Regions from separate parts of the Mus musculus genome. Here all the other regions are linked to region 1. The links are chromatin contacts, called in public Hi-C and promoter capture Hi-C maps. All regions are on one chromosome and are shown on one strand. Each heading gives the region's core, a stretch centred on a gene start, on an enhancer-like site or on the middle of the called end of the contact. The rest is flanking DNA. Distances are from core to core; before and after follow the strand shown. Region 1 holds the start of Gpr174 (G protein-coupled receptor 174). Region 2 holds the start of Cox7b (cytochrome c oxidase subunit 7B). Region 3 holds the start of Tlr13 (toll-like receptor 13).

Evidence for each region. Promoter capture Hi-C pulls out the DNA fragments that hold promoters and counts their contacts. A called contact is a pair of places that touch in the nucleus more often than the background predicts.
Region 2: a contact with region 1 is called in a Hi-C map of B cells, with 7 read pairs. The contact joins the promoter of Cox7b here to the promoter of Gpr174 in region 1. A contact is called at or near these places in 3 of 39 promoter capture datasets (the C10 cell line and pre-B cells) and 1 of 484 Hi-C or Micro-C datasets (B cells).
Region 3: a contact with region 1 is called in a promoter capture Hi-C map of the HPC-7 cell line. The contact joins the promoter of Tlr13 here to the promoter of Gpr174 in region 1.

What each region holds. Positions count from the first base shown.
Region 1 is chrX:107,253,302-107,258,206 of GRCm38.p6, forward strand. Gpr174 (G protein-coupled receptor 174) reads left to right here and starts at 2,577. Exons shown (of 5, transcript NM_001358747.1): 1 at 2,577-2,815; 2 at 3,095-3,198.
Region 2 is chrX:106,013,814-106,018,718 of GRCm38.p6, forward strand. It overlaps Cox7b (cytochrome c oxidase subunit 7B), which reads left to right and starts at 1,887. Exons shown (of 3, transcript NM_025379.2): 1 at 1,887-2,057. The coding sequence starts at 2,018.
Region 3 is chrX:106,140,381-106,145,285 of GRCm38.p6, forward strand. It overlaps Tlr13 (toll-like receptor 13), which reads left to right and starts at 2,895. Exons shown (of 3, transcript NM_205820.1): 1 at 2,895-2,941.

The DNA.
Region 1 (4,905 bases), core at 1,327-3,826:
CATTAGGAGATAATAAAACATTCATTAGAAAGAATATTGTATCCTTCAACTGAGAGTAAACACTCAAATTTTCTTTTATTCCCACCTTAACATAATTTCTATTTCAAAATTATATTTTAAACAATGGATGAAAAGTGAGCTGAATGTATTTTCTCCATTTGTATTGGCTGGACTTTTTATTTTAATTAGAGCTATGTGAGTCAATATGCCTTTATATATCAATAGAGACATATAGAACAATATTTGAGTACATCTAATATTTGACTTTCCTCTTTTACTAAGTAAGATAAAAGACTGGCCACAGACAATGCAACCACAACTAAATCACCAATTTGGTAGATGACATGAAGTGTCAGCCAGATAACCTGTACTTTGGTGAGGACATTGTAATAGTAAAGAAACAAGTTCTGGTCTCAGTTTTATCAATACTTTATCTAGAGACTTATACTGTATTCATTATCTTCTATTTTCTTCATCTTTAAAATGAAACCTTAGATAAAATCATCACTTGGCTTTTGTATGCTATTATTTGACCAATTTGGAATGAAATTCAATAAATTCCCATAGGAGTGATCTTTTGCTTCTGATCAGACTAAAATTCACTAATGTAAATAGAAAAGATAAGTATAATCTAAGCCAGGAAACTTCACCAGTGGGTAATTTATTTCAAAATACATAGATTAGCTTGTATGTGTTCTATTTGAGGCAGCAGACTTAATTCTCAGAAGCCATGCTGCACAGTAGGTAACAGATGTGCCTGTGTTCGCAACATATTTGAGGAAAATCTACCAAGAAGTTCCACTCCAAAGCAACAAGAATTAGGAATTTTTACAAAACTTGGCGTTTGCCCTAAATTTGTGGTGATCCTCCTGCCCTAGCCTGCCAAGATCTGAGATTGTAGGCATGTACCACCACACTCTGGCATTCTTAATAAACCTACCTAAGTCCTTCTCCTACTGGAAGACTTGACCAGCTTTTTTACTGAAATCCTATCCCTTACAGTAGCTCTTCTGGATGCTTAGATTCCTCCTATATCTTACAGAACTAGATTTGACATTCTTAGATACTTATCACATTCATGTTGTCTTGTATTTGAGAAAATTTCAAAATACCTTACCTGTCTGATGAGACTGCAGAAAGCTGCTGGAGCTGGCAGCCTTTCCTTCCCCATCATCTTACCTCCCATCCTTTGCTCACCATTTTGTTCTCCCCACCTCTTTTTGATCTACTGTGTTTACACATAGCAAGGATTCAGTATGTCTAGAATAGAATGAAGTAAGCCTATGGGAGGGCTGAGATCATTGCTGTGGAAAATCCACTTTAAATAAACAAGAAAAGTATCCCTTATGGCATCCCAGATCCCAGAATACAAAGTAAAAAGCTAAAGTAGGGGTAACATATTTCATTCTTCTGTACCCATATCTTGGTTAATGCATATTTTGATTACTCCTATATATATATATATATACTGAAATTCTATCCCTATATATATATTTGACACTAGAGATCATTGGCATTGTAACAAGTCTTGAGCAGATCAGTTTTCCCATTGGTCTGTCTCTAGGTTTATAATATATCCCACTCCTGCTACAAATTTCTTTCTAGTTTGAATTAATATATTCACCAAAGTTTCTTAATAAGACTATTTTTCTATTTTTGAGCATTAAAAATTTAAAATCAAGATCTCAGAAATGTTTACTTCCAGAAGACCAACTAATCTCTCAAGCTCAGTATAAGAGTCCTTTGAGGCAGAAGGCCTTCACACACTCCCTAAACTACACCATACAGGTTATGTTCAAGCCTGAGACTGAACTTGCACTAGCCTTCATCTCTCTTATGGCTTAAGTGGAAACTTTGTTTGCTCTGATATGGAATGACTAGTCAGGGTTTGCAGATTTCCTCCTCCTCATCTTCCCATGTTGGTGTGGAAAGTGTTTGATGCTTCATGAAGTGTGGCGCTGGGCTTAGATACTGGGCTTACATTCCTTGGAACATCATCCTCAAGAACCTGAGGAACTGTCTATATTTTACATAAAACTGGCCCCATTTGACTGGAAATTCTCTAACCACTAGGAGGAAATGGAGGCCTATCTACACTTTCTGATCACAGGGACACTGAGGAAAACAAAGAATGGTGAACAGGAAGTTAAAAGGTGATTATAATTCAAAATATCTCTTAAGAAGTAGAGTATTTATTTCAGTGTCAATGTCACAGGCTTGTATATTTAGGAATGTTCTAGGCAGAGATCATTCTCTCCCTGACATTTACTATTAGAATCTACCGTATACTTAGAGAAATGTCCATTTAAATACTGAAACAAAAGTGCAGAGCTGGGGAAAGGCATCATACTGAAGGTTGTGTTGGTCTGGTATCTATAAAAGGGACCAGAAGGCACCTAGCTTCTTCTGCAAATGACTCAGTTAACAGTCTCAGTGTTATCTCAGACTCAAAGCTCAGTGCAACCACAAAACTAGAAGACAATTCTGTGTGACCCTATAATTAGAAAGGAGTGTTTCTTCTGCTAAATATGAAGCTTTGCAGGCACTATGTTCAGCCTGTTGAATAGCCTTGTATCATTAATGAGAAAGGAGAGAGAGAGAGAGAGAGAGAGAGAGAGGGAGAGAGAGAGAGAGAGAGAGAGAGAGAGAGAGAGAGAGAGAGAGAGAGAGAGAGAGAGGAGGGAGGAAAGGGGAAGGGAGGGAGAGAGAGATCTGCTCACCCACTTGAAAACGGAAATCTTCAATGTATTCAGAACAGCTTGCATATTTCACTCTGACAACTCACTACCATATTTTCCAACATGGTAGTGGTTTGGTAATCCTGAACTTTTTTAAACCTGCCTTTTCCCCTTTTCCCTTCATCATTTTTCTATTGTTACATCTCTCTCTCTTCTCTCTCTCTCTCTTCTCTCTCTCTCTCTCTCTCTCTCTCTCTCTCTCTCTCTCTCTCTCTCTCTCTCTCTCTCTCCTTCCCTCCCTTCCTCCCTCCCTCCCTTTCTTCCTCCCTCCCTCCCCCTCTTTCCCTCTTCCTCCCTCTTCTCCTTCACTGCTTTTTTGGGGGAGAGTAAATGAAGATTGGATTGGTTGTTTTCAGAAAACGGAGCTGGATCAATGCACAGATCAGTAGCATCCTCATTGGAGTGGCTGTCACATGAATTCTTTGGAGACTTCTGGAGAAAAGAGAAAGAAACTGAAACGGTAGGCTCCAAATTGTTAATGAATAATTAGCTCTGATATGCCTTTCACCCTTGATATCTAGAATTGGACAGTTGGCACCAGGTTCTAGCTAATCTGTCAGATCTAAATAGTTATGAATATAATGAATTTGGACCATCCACAAAGGTCATTTTCTTGGAATTTGCACAAGCAAAAATAATTATATGATTGTCTGCTTCAGGTGGGAAGAAGAATATAGCTTCAAACTTGGTAAAATGTAAGTTTGAAATGGAATATTTCTTTGTGTAATAATGTATTTAGCACAACTGATACCAGACAAAATAGGACTATAAATATTTGTAATTTAACCTAGCTTGCATTAAGAAAGATTACTTGCAGAAACATACGGGGATATTTTCATCTATATTTTGCTATAATATTTTGGTGATGTTTTTTCTTAAACTGTTGAAAGATAAAAAATAGTTGATTCATTGCCTCTTTCAAAATGCTTTCGAAAATGATAAGTACAGTATCTCAAGATGTTAAGCAGCATGAATTCATTCTCCTCTCTGTGTGAGTTACATATTTTTATTGTAGAAGTAAAGTATAGTTATAAGTAACTTTAGAGAGATTCTACTATCAAAAGAGCAGTCTAGAAGAAAAGATGTATTTATAAAGTGAGAGGAGGAAAATAAGAAACACAAACAGGCACAGCTTTTCTGCTTCTTTTAGATAAACTATACTTATCAGAGCAACACTAGTACAATAAAAACAACAAAAAGGGTTTAATTTATATTTCTGATCAGTATAATTGAATTAACTTGTTTTCTACAAAATGTAAGTGCGTTGCTTATAAATTTTTTTGTTTATTTTTTTCTTGATTGGAAATATAAAGAAAGATGCCTTGTGACTTTAGACAAATATGAAGCTATCACTGGTATACAACTATTAGGAGCTGTATCCAGAGATTTAAAAATAAATAAATAAAAGGTGAATTCCTATCTGAGGTGAGGGAAGGGATGCAGAGGAATGTGGAATATGACCAAGGATTGGACCCCAAATAGGTATCTGCTTGCTTTGCTGTAAAGATTGAGGTTCTTTGATTTGCTTTTATACTGGTGTGATCTTCCATGGAAGTAAAGTTATAATGTTATTGAACAAGCAAAAGTGGCTACTTCAGAGAGCTTTAGTCATTCAGCCGAGAATATTTCTTTCCTCCAGCTTTTGTAAACTTCAGCTATTCAGGAAATGCATCCATCTTATAGAAATAATTGAAACTCGTTAGCCTAAGCAGACATTATGCTAGCCACATTGCTGAATATTCATAAAAGCCGTTCTCTGAGAAGTTTGTGTTCATTGCAGAAATTTCATTTTGCTCTTGAGTAAACATGTTCTTCCTTTTTCTGTTTGCAGTAATCTTATTATGGTAAATGCATCAAATGCATTTATTCTGGTGGGGGACAGTGCAATATGGTGCTGGGTATTGTACTGGCAGAAAAAAACTCTCAAGAAACAAAAATGAGACACTACCTGTTCCAAAATGCTTACTTTTACCAGAAGACTCATGAATTTAACTCTCTTTCTGCTGGGCAGCTGAAATTGATGGGAGAAAATAGTATGTATTTTCTCTTTTGCTGATATTGTGCTCTCTCTTCTCATATCAATCAGATTACAAAAAGCAGAAATAGAATTTAACTCCTTTCTGTGACTACTATGCAGTCCTGTGAAATGGAGTGCAAACCATCCAAT
Region 2 (4,905 bases), core at 637-3,136, 1.2 Mb before region 1:
TGCACTTGGGAGACTAGAGTGGGAAAATCCCAACTTTGAGGCCCACATAGGTTACATGGCGAGTCCCTGTTTCAAAGGAGAGGAGAAAGTAGGATATGAAAAAATTAAGCTGGGCCTCATAGGTCAGTTTAACTCCTACTTGGGAAGCTGGGGTAGGAGGATTACAAGTTCAATGCCTGTCTCTCTACTTTAGAGTGAGTTAACGGCCCATATGAGCCACTTGGTGTGAGCTTACCTCAAAATTTAAAAAGAAAAATTTTTAAATGGTTAAATTATTAGGTATGTCAGCTCACACCTATCATCTTGGGAAACTGAAGCAGGCAGCTTGCCAGGAGATTGAGGCCAGGAGTGGCTCCATAGTAAATTCCAAGCTAGCCTCTACTACAGGATGAAATCTAGTCTCCAAGAAACAAACACAAAAATAACAAACAAGGGGCTGGAGAGATGACTCAGCAGTTAAGAACACTGACTGCTCTTCCAGAGGTCCTGAGTTCAAGTCCCAGCAACCACATGGTGGCTCACAACCATCTGTAATGGGGATCTGATGCCCTCTTCCCGTGTGTCTGAAGACAGCTACAGTGTATTTACATATAATAAATAAATAAATCTTAAAAAATAAACAAGCATACCAAATAAGCATGGTGGTTTGAGTATCTCTGTTTTATGCTCACTCAGGTTGCTTTAGGCATATGAACTGCAGTGGTCATACAGACACAGTGTGGTAAAGAATTACCAATGGATACAAAACATAGTGGATAGAAGCTTATGCAGAATAGGATAGTCATTATGCATTGGAGTTACCTTTTTTTTTTTTTTTTTGCACACATCCCTCCTTTCCACTCAAGATACTTTTTTTTTTTAATTACAAAGGGAAAGCGGTGACTTTAAAGTGTAGAAATCTGGTATGCAGTGCTTGGATTAAATGATTAAGTTCATACTATTACTGAATGGGACATGCTAAGATCCTATACCTTTTGATAGGATGCTCTAAAAAGCAGAGTTTGATTTGTACATTATTTATCTAATCATGACACTAGAGAAGCTAAGGCAAAAGAATTGCAAATTCTAGGCCAGTCTGGGCTACATAGTAAGTTCTAGCCAGTCTGGGTTACATAGGGAGACCTGGCTTACACAGAGTTTCTTTTTTTTTTTTTTTTTTTTTATTTATTATTTATTATATGTAAGTACACTGTAGCTGTCTTCAGACACACCAGAAGAGGGCATCAGATCTCATTAAGGATGGTTGTGAGCCACCATGTGGTTGCTGGGATTTGAACTCTGGACCTTTGGAAGAGCAGTCGGGTGCTCTTACCCACTGAGCCATCTCACCAGCCCTACACAGAGTTTCTTAAGAAGATACATATATAGTATTCTTGCCAGATGCACATGAACTGGAATCCTTAGGGGAAAAAGGTCAATTGATCTCCCAGCACTTGGGAGGCAAAGGCAGGACTTTTTCTGTGAGTTCCAGGCCAGCTTGGTCTACATAGAGAGTTCCTGGTCAGCCAGGACTAAATAGAGAGGCCGTGTCTCAACTCCCCCACAAAAATTCCAAAAAAAAAAACCAATAAAGGTAAAACCAATTAATGTAGGTAATAGGAGACAGAATGTGAAAAATTTGAAGGGACTGTAATTGGAAGTGAGACACTAGATCCAATCCTCTGGAGTTTTAGCACCATTTTGATGCTGGTGCCTTATGTAAGGTCGGTGTCTCAGCTCTCCTTTGTAGAGTCCGAAACCTTTGTCCAAAGAGTTAACCTCCCTGCTTAGTAAATACTACTTTATGGAAGCCATCAAGCTTGAAACTACATTTCCCAAAGACCTTCCTATTTCCTCGCAGGAACTAGGATGACAATTTCTATAGGTCAACCCCTAAATCTCGCGACATCTCACCAATTCTCATTTGGGCTCCCTGCTGAAAGCCATTTTGTTTTTCAGGACGCTTTGCAAGGGTAGCTGGGGTGAATTTGCACCAAGGCAGCAGCATAGTCGCCGCAGTTCCATCTTCGTCTCCGCGATGTTGCCCTTAGCCAAAAACGCACTAAGCCGTCTCCAAGGTGAGCAGATAATGTGGGCGAGTTCTTTACAACACCCGGGATCCGGCTGTCCTCGTGCTCTTCTGCCCTCTTCCTCCGCCCCAAATCCTGCGGGTTTTAATTCTAGGTGCATGGTCCCCTGCGTGGTCTCCAGTCACTGGGAAGGGAAGCTAGCCATAACAGAGGTAGCTGTGACAGTGGCTTTATCATCCTGTCCTTGTGTTCCTAACCTCGTTATGCATTCTCTTTCTTCAGAGACCTATGATTTCCAGGAAGAACGCTTTGGCGGACACCTTGCTCTTTTAGCGATGATCTAAATTTTAGCTCTGGGAGTGTATTTACGTAGAAGAACTGATCTCCTACAATAACGGTGGTAGGAAACTAAATCTACCGCATCTGGATTCATAGCAAGGGGTTGAAAACCTTAAGCCTGGCAGCTTTGAAGAAGTCATCTGTAGATTATTAACGGAATATTAACTATAGCGAAAACAATCATGGTCATTTTTTTTTCCTGCTTTAAAGTTAGGCAAGTACGTGGAAACTTGAGACTAGCAGTATATATGGAAAATACACTGGACTGGAAAGAAAAAAATTCATTTTTGTAATTGCTTTACCCTGAAGGTGACCTTCAGTAATGTGAATGAAGGTGACCTTACACAATACTTACTTGCTTTTCTAGCCATGGATTTAGTTTTATTTTACCTTTAGATCACATGCTGTGTTCTAAGTACTGAAGTACTTTGGGAATAATTGAAAAAAAAAAAAAAGAAAGAAGCCCAACTGATCTTTCATCTGCTACAAGCTGTGTTTATTATTTCTTTCACTTTGGACAAATGATTTAGCGTTATAAACTTGTTTTTGTAAAACAGAGGTTAGTAAGTAATACCTATGTCAAAGACCATTAACCAATCTCTGGTCACTAAACTGGGTGGTTTTGTTTGTTTGTTTGTTTTTAATTTTATTTTGGTATAGAGGGGAGATCACTTGGTAAATCAGAGTGTTGAAACAACAGTTGTTTGGTAATCTCAATTTCTTTGATCTTTAAGTGACTTAGGGACTTTTAAAAATACTGTAGGAAAAGTTTTTTTATCATTTTTTTTTTTTTTTTGAGACAGGGTTTCTTTGTGTAGCCTGGCTGTCCTGGAACTTGCTCTGGAGACCAGGCAAAAAGATGATTTTTTAGTTTATTTTGTTGTGTTTCTGTTTCTCATACTCACCCTTTTAAATGTTCTGGAGCAGAATTGATTATGGAATGTTTATGAATTTGCTTATTCCGGCTGTGGCTGTTTTCTGAGGGAGGGTCTCAGGTACACTAGGTTGGCCTGCCATTTTAATCTGTAGCCAAGGATGTCTTCAACCCCTGATCCTTGGCCTCCATTTCCCAAGTGCTGGGCTTGACAAAGTCCTTCCCACCTTTATAGACCTAATTGTGTTTGCTTCTGAAGTGTTAGCAATCAAGTCTAGGGAATGTTAGGCAAGCACTACACCAATCCCGCTACATTTATTTCCCTGGGTGTGGCTGGTTAAAGGTGAAAGTGGAACCGTAAGTAAAGCAGCTAATATAATGGTTAAGGAATTATTAGGATTATACCACATAGAGACCATTGGTGGTGGTGGTGGTGGTGGTGTTTGTTTTGGGGGTGAGAGAGGATTTGATAGAATTTGAACCCAAAGCTCTGCCACTGAATCCAGGCTCTCCCCAGCCTGAAACATTAGTGAGGGAACAGCAGTTTTGTCTTACCCTGCAGCCCAGCCTGGCATGAAAATTGAGTATAGTTTTCAACCTTACCCTCCCAAGTACTGAGAGAACAGCTATGAACCGCTGCACCTCAATTCAACATTGCTTTTTCCTCTGTGTCTGTAAGTACCTTTAAAGACCTTTAAAACAGGGACTGGCGAAGTGGCTCAGCGGTTAAGAACACCAACTACTCTTCAGAAGGTCCTGAGTTCAAATCCCAGCAACCACATGGTAGCTCACAACCATCTGTAATGAGATCTGATACGTTCTTCTGGTGTGTCTGAAGACAGCTACAGTGTACTTACATATAATAAATAAATCTTTAAGAAAAGACACACAGTAAAGACCTTTAAAATAATGAGGTGGTGGTGTCTAGATTTGAAGAGAAAAACTATTGACTTTTTGGTATTTACCACTTTTTTCGAGTTTTATTCCTTAATAAGCTACCTTTATAACCTTGTTCTTCATCCAAACTTGATTGGCTCTCTGGTACAGTAGATCTATCTATCTCTGTCGATATTCCATTTTTCTTTTTCTAATTAATTAATTTTTATTAGATATTTTCTTTATACACATTTCAAATGCTATCCTGAAAGTTCCCTATACCCTCCCTCTGCCCTGCACCCCTACCCACCTACAAATCCTACTTGCCTAAATGCTGAGTTAATTCTACTTTCTTGTACAACAGAGATCATGTCTTCACATATAATACTCCCTTCTAGGCTAGAAATTACCTGATGATAAAATCTCTATCATAACATTTTTTCTACTCTGTTTTTTGAGACAAGGTGTCATGCACCGTAGGCTGACTCCTGATCCTCCTGCTTTTACCTTCCACGTGCTTGCCTGCTTATATACTCTTATTATATAATCAAAAACCTCATTCTTTACCAATTATTTTAAAATCCTGCTTACCATAGCTTGGGGGCATAATTTTAAGGTGATAAACATTTGATTTTTATTTTTGCTGTGAAAATTTTCAGTAATGCAGAAAAAAATGAGAATTGGTATGAAGAACATTTACCATCATGTGTCAACATTTTATTGTATTTTTAAATGTTTCTGTCCACGTGTCACTTTATCATTTTATTTCTTTTTTTTTTTTTTTTTTTTTTAAAGATTTATTTATTG
Region 3 (4,905 bases), core at 1,645-4,144, 1.1 Mb before region 1:
AGAGGAACTCAAGACAGGAATTTAAAGATAGAAACCATGGCTTAATGCTGTTTGCTGGCTCATTCACAGGCTCATGCTTAGCTATGTACAGCCCAGGACCACTAGCCTAGGGATGATACCACCTACAGTGGACTGAATCCTCCCATATCAATTATCAATCAAAATAATGCTCCATAGACATACCAACACGACTTCTCTCAATGACAAGCTATGATCTGGAAGTATAGAATTAATTAAACCCTTTCTTTCCCAAGTTGCTTTTAGTTGTGGTGTTTATCACTGCAACAGAAAACAATGTAGCACAATTAGTAATAAAAAAAAAAACCCAAATTAAAACAATGCTAGGGTTCATAAGGGTTCATCTGTCCTTGAGGAATTATAGGCAATTAATAGTTGGTAGGAGAAGGGAGTCATATACCTCAATGATATAGGCACTGGTAAGTTGCCTTTGCTCAAGTAAATATAACCCCTAACCATGCTCATGCAAGCAACATTAATTAAATGCTGTAGGTCTCAGTAAAAACAAGATAAGAGGTGCTGAAGAGATGGTTTAGTGATTAAAAACACTTCCTGTTCTTCCAGCAAAAATTCAGTTCCCAGTATCAGTGCCAGATCGCTTAGAATTCCCTGTAACTCCAGCTCCAGGAAATCTAATGCTCTATTCTGCCTTCTAGAGCATCCATCCATACATGCAGTCTGGTTGTTGGTCTGAGAGTAGATGTCTTAGTTACTTTTCTATTACTGTGATAAGACATCATAACCAAGGCAACTTATAGAAGAAAGGGTTACTGTGGCTTACTGTTTCAGAGGGTTAGAGTACATGATTGTCATGATAGGGAGCATGGCAGGAGGCAGGCAGGAATGGAGCTGGAGTAGTAGTTGAGAGCTCATATCTTGAAACATTGCCATGAGACAGAGGTTGAAACACTGGAAATGGCTCTAGTCTTTTGGAACTTCATAGCCTAACCCCAGTGATATACCTCCTCCAACAAGGCCACACCTTCAAATTCTTCACAAACAGTTCCACTAACTGAGGACTACATATTCAAACACATGAGCTTATGTGAGATTATTCCCATTCAAACCACCAGAGTACACTAGAGGAGGACCATCTTGGATTATGCATACAGACGGACGGATAACAGTGATGCTAGATTGATTGGACCTTAGTGGACCAGTGGGAGTAGCAAGTTAGAAGCTTCTTAATATAGGTCATAGGCAGAATAGGATGTGATCCGATGACAGCATTTTAAAGTCAGTAGTGTTTTTTTTTTCCAAATTAAAAAATTATATTTATTTATTTGTTTGTGTCTGAGGAAGGTGCCCTTGCAGGAGTGACTTTTCTCTTTCCACCAGGAAATGAAGTAACAAGTGCCTTTACCTGCTGAGCCATCTCACCAGCCTTCTAGCCTAGGTTGTTCTCAAACTGTTTATGTAGCCAAGGAAGACCTCAAGTTTTAGTTCTCCTGGTCTCTACCTCTTATGTGCTGAATGTGCCACGATGATAAGTCTCAAATGCATGACTTCATTTTTTAAAACATATGCACATTATCCTAATCAATATTCTATTGCTATGAAGAGACATCATGACCGCAGCAACTCTTATAAACGAAAGCACTTTATTAGGACTGGCTTAGAGTTTCAGCATGCCAGGAAACATGATGTAGGAGAAGGAGCTGGGAGTTCTGTGTCTGGATCTGCAGGCAGCAGGGAAAAAGACACAGTGGGCCTGGCTTGAGCTTCTGAAATTTCAAAGCCCACCCCCAGTGGTCACACCTAATCCTCAAGTAGTGCCACTCTCTGGTGACTAAGCTTTCAAATACATGAGCTTTTGGGGGCCATTTTTATTCAAACCACTACACACATAACATCTGCTTAAGTCTACTTAGTGTTGCTTGTTTGTAAGTGTGCTTAGGGCTGACCACTTGAAATTAGACAAAATATCAAGGGGGTCATCTTTAGAGAAGTCTGATTCTCCTTCTCTTAAATCAGCTCCTGATGGAGTGGTGACTTGAGGATTTGGTCTTTGTACTGGTTGGGTTTTGTCAACCTGACACAAACCCAGAAATACCTGGGAAGAGGGACTCCCAGTTGAGGAATTTCTTCCCTTTAGGTTGCCATGTCTATGGCAGTTTCTTGATTGTTAGTTGTTGAAACCCACTGTGGGGGCTGGCATCTCTGGGCAAGTGGGCCTGGGCTATGTAAGAAAGCTGGCTGAGCAGCCCTGCAAACAGTGTTCCTTCATAGTCTCTGCTTCAGGTCCTGCCTCTAGGTTCCCTTTGAGTTTCTTGCCTTGGTGGGACTTGATGACAGACTGTTACCTGTAAGAATATTTCTGCCTCACTCCTAGTCCCTTCTGTTAGTGTTTTATCACAGCAACAGAAAACAAATTAAGACAGTCTCATAGGGTTTTTTTGGGGGGAGCACTGTTTTAGGCAAGTAATCAAATTGTGTTTCCCCAAATGAAGTAAATATAGAACCCAATCAATTAGGCAACAAAATGTGTGGTGGATGAAGAGTCAAAGGTCTGGTAGCAGAGTTAGCCATCCTGATCCCACAGTTTAACCACAACTGGGACCTTAAGGAATGGGGCCAGGTACGGGGCAGGATGGTTTGCAACACCAAGACATGATCTGGCTGAGCATCCCCAAATGAGCCTACACGGCAAGTAACTCAGGGGATCTATGGTGGGCAGAAGGTGAGTGCTCCCTTCAAGACTGTACTTTGCAATACACATCAAATAGGACTTTGGTACATCTGACGTACACCTCCTTGCCCGCCTCTTTCGCCATGCCTAAAAAAAAAAGAGAAGAGGAAGGAAATGTCTCATGTCCTAAGAGTTTAGAACAACCATCACGGGGTTTTTTTAAGAGACCTAAAACAGAATGTCATTGTTTAGCAAAGATGAACAATTGTACTATGTGCTAGGAGCTTCTGAGAGGTAAGTTGAGCTTTCTTGACTTGATTGCATTTCAGCAGTATACAGCAAACAATGGAAATATTCCAATTTTTGTTTGAAACAGATCTCATATAACCCAAGCTTGCCTGCAGCTCTATTCTTGAACCACTGATCTTCGGCTTCAAGGGTACCGGGATTACAAGCAAGCATCACCACTTCTGCTCAAGATTTTTTTTTTAATTCAATGTAACTCACTTCATGACTCCTACCATAGACAGTAGTAGTATTGCACCGAAGGGAAGTGATATTTATTTTCTTATTATTGCAAAGTCCCTGTTCCCTGGTACTTATACTTTTTAATGTTGTTGTTGTTGCTGTTTATTATTATTGTTATTATTGAGACAGGGTGCTATGTAATCCAGGTGGGCCTCAAACTAGCTTGATTTTGAAGATCACTTTGAACTACTGTGCTTTAAAATGTATTCTTATGTTTCATATAAGCTTTCTAATGTAGTATATGTAAATTTATTTTTATTATTTTTATAAGCTTTTTAAAATTGTAAATTTTCCTTTGTCTGTTTTTTTTTTTTTTTTTGGTTATTGTTGTTGATTTGTTAAAGACAGAGTCTCACTATATAGACTGCAGCGAGGAAGTGACTATGTAGACCAGGTCAGCCTCAAGTTCACTGAGATACACCTGCCTCTTCCTTCAGTGCCTTAAAGTACTGAGATTAAAGGCATGGGCCACAGTGCCTTCTTTGATTTTTGAGTCAGAGTCTAGCCACAACAGCCCAGATTTGCCAAGAATTTGCTTCCTGCCTTAGCTTCCAGAATGCTAGGGTTACAGATTTGTTCTCTCTCTCTCTCTCTCTCTCTCTCTCTCTCTCTCTCTCCCTCCCTCCCTCCCTCCCTCCCTCCCTCCCTCCCTCCCTCCCTCTCTCTCTCTCCCCTCCCCTCCCCTCCCCTCCCCTCCCCTCCCCTCCCCTCCCCTCTCCTCTCCTCTCCTCTCCTCTCCTCTCCTCTCCCCCCCACTCACCCCCCATAGGATGCCAGGCTGTACTCAAACTCAATGTGTAGTCCGGGGTGATCTTCAACTTCTGAAGCTCCCACCTCTACCTCCCAGGTTCTGGTAATAAAAGTGTGAGCCACCAAGCCTGGATTATTTGGTTCTGAGAATGGAACCCAGGATTTCACACACGCTAGGCAAGCAAGCACTCTACCAACTGAGCTACAGACACCATTTTTCTAGTGCTCGTTGACAGGGTTTTGCTACACTTCAGAGGTGCCCAGACCAAGCAGTTATGTGAATGGGGCAGAATTTCAGGCAGAAGTTCCAACTGGTAATAAGAATACATGCTCCACTATGTTCATAGCAGCCTTATTTATAATAGCCAGATGCTGGAAAGAACCCAGATGTCCCTCAACAGAAGAATGGATACAGAAAATGTGGTACATTTACACAGCTATTAAAAACAATGAATTTATGAAATTCTTGGACAGATGGATGTATCCGGAGGATATCATCCTTAGTGGGGTAACCCAATCACAAAAGAAGTCATTAGATATGCACTCACTGATAAGTGGATATTAGCTCAGAAACATAGAACACCCAAGATACAATTTGCAAAACACAAGAAAATCAAGAAGAGGGAAGACCAATGGGTGGATATTTCGTTCCTCCTTAGAATAGAGAACAAAATACCCATGAAAGAAGTTACAGAGACAAAGTTTGAAGCTAAGATGAAAGGATGGACTATCCAGAGACTACCCCACCCGAGGATCCATCCCATAATTAGCCACCAAACCCAGACATTATTGCATATGCCAGCAAGATTTTGCTGAAGAGACCCTGTTATAGCTGTCTCATATGAGGCTATGCCAGTGCCTGGCAAATACAGAAGTGGATGTTCACAGTCATCTATAAGATGGAACACAGGGCCCCCAATGGAGAAGCTAGAGAGAGCACCCAAGGAGCTGAAGGGGTCTGCAACCCTATAGGTGGAACA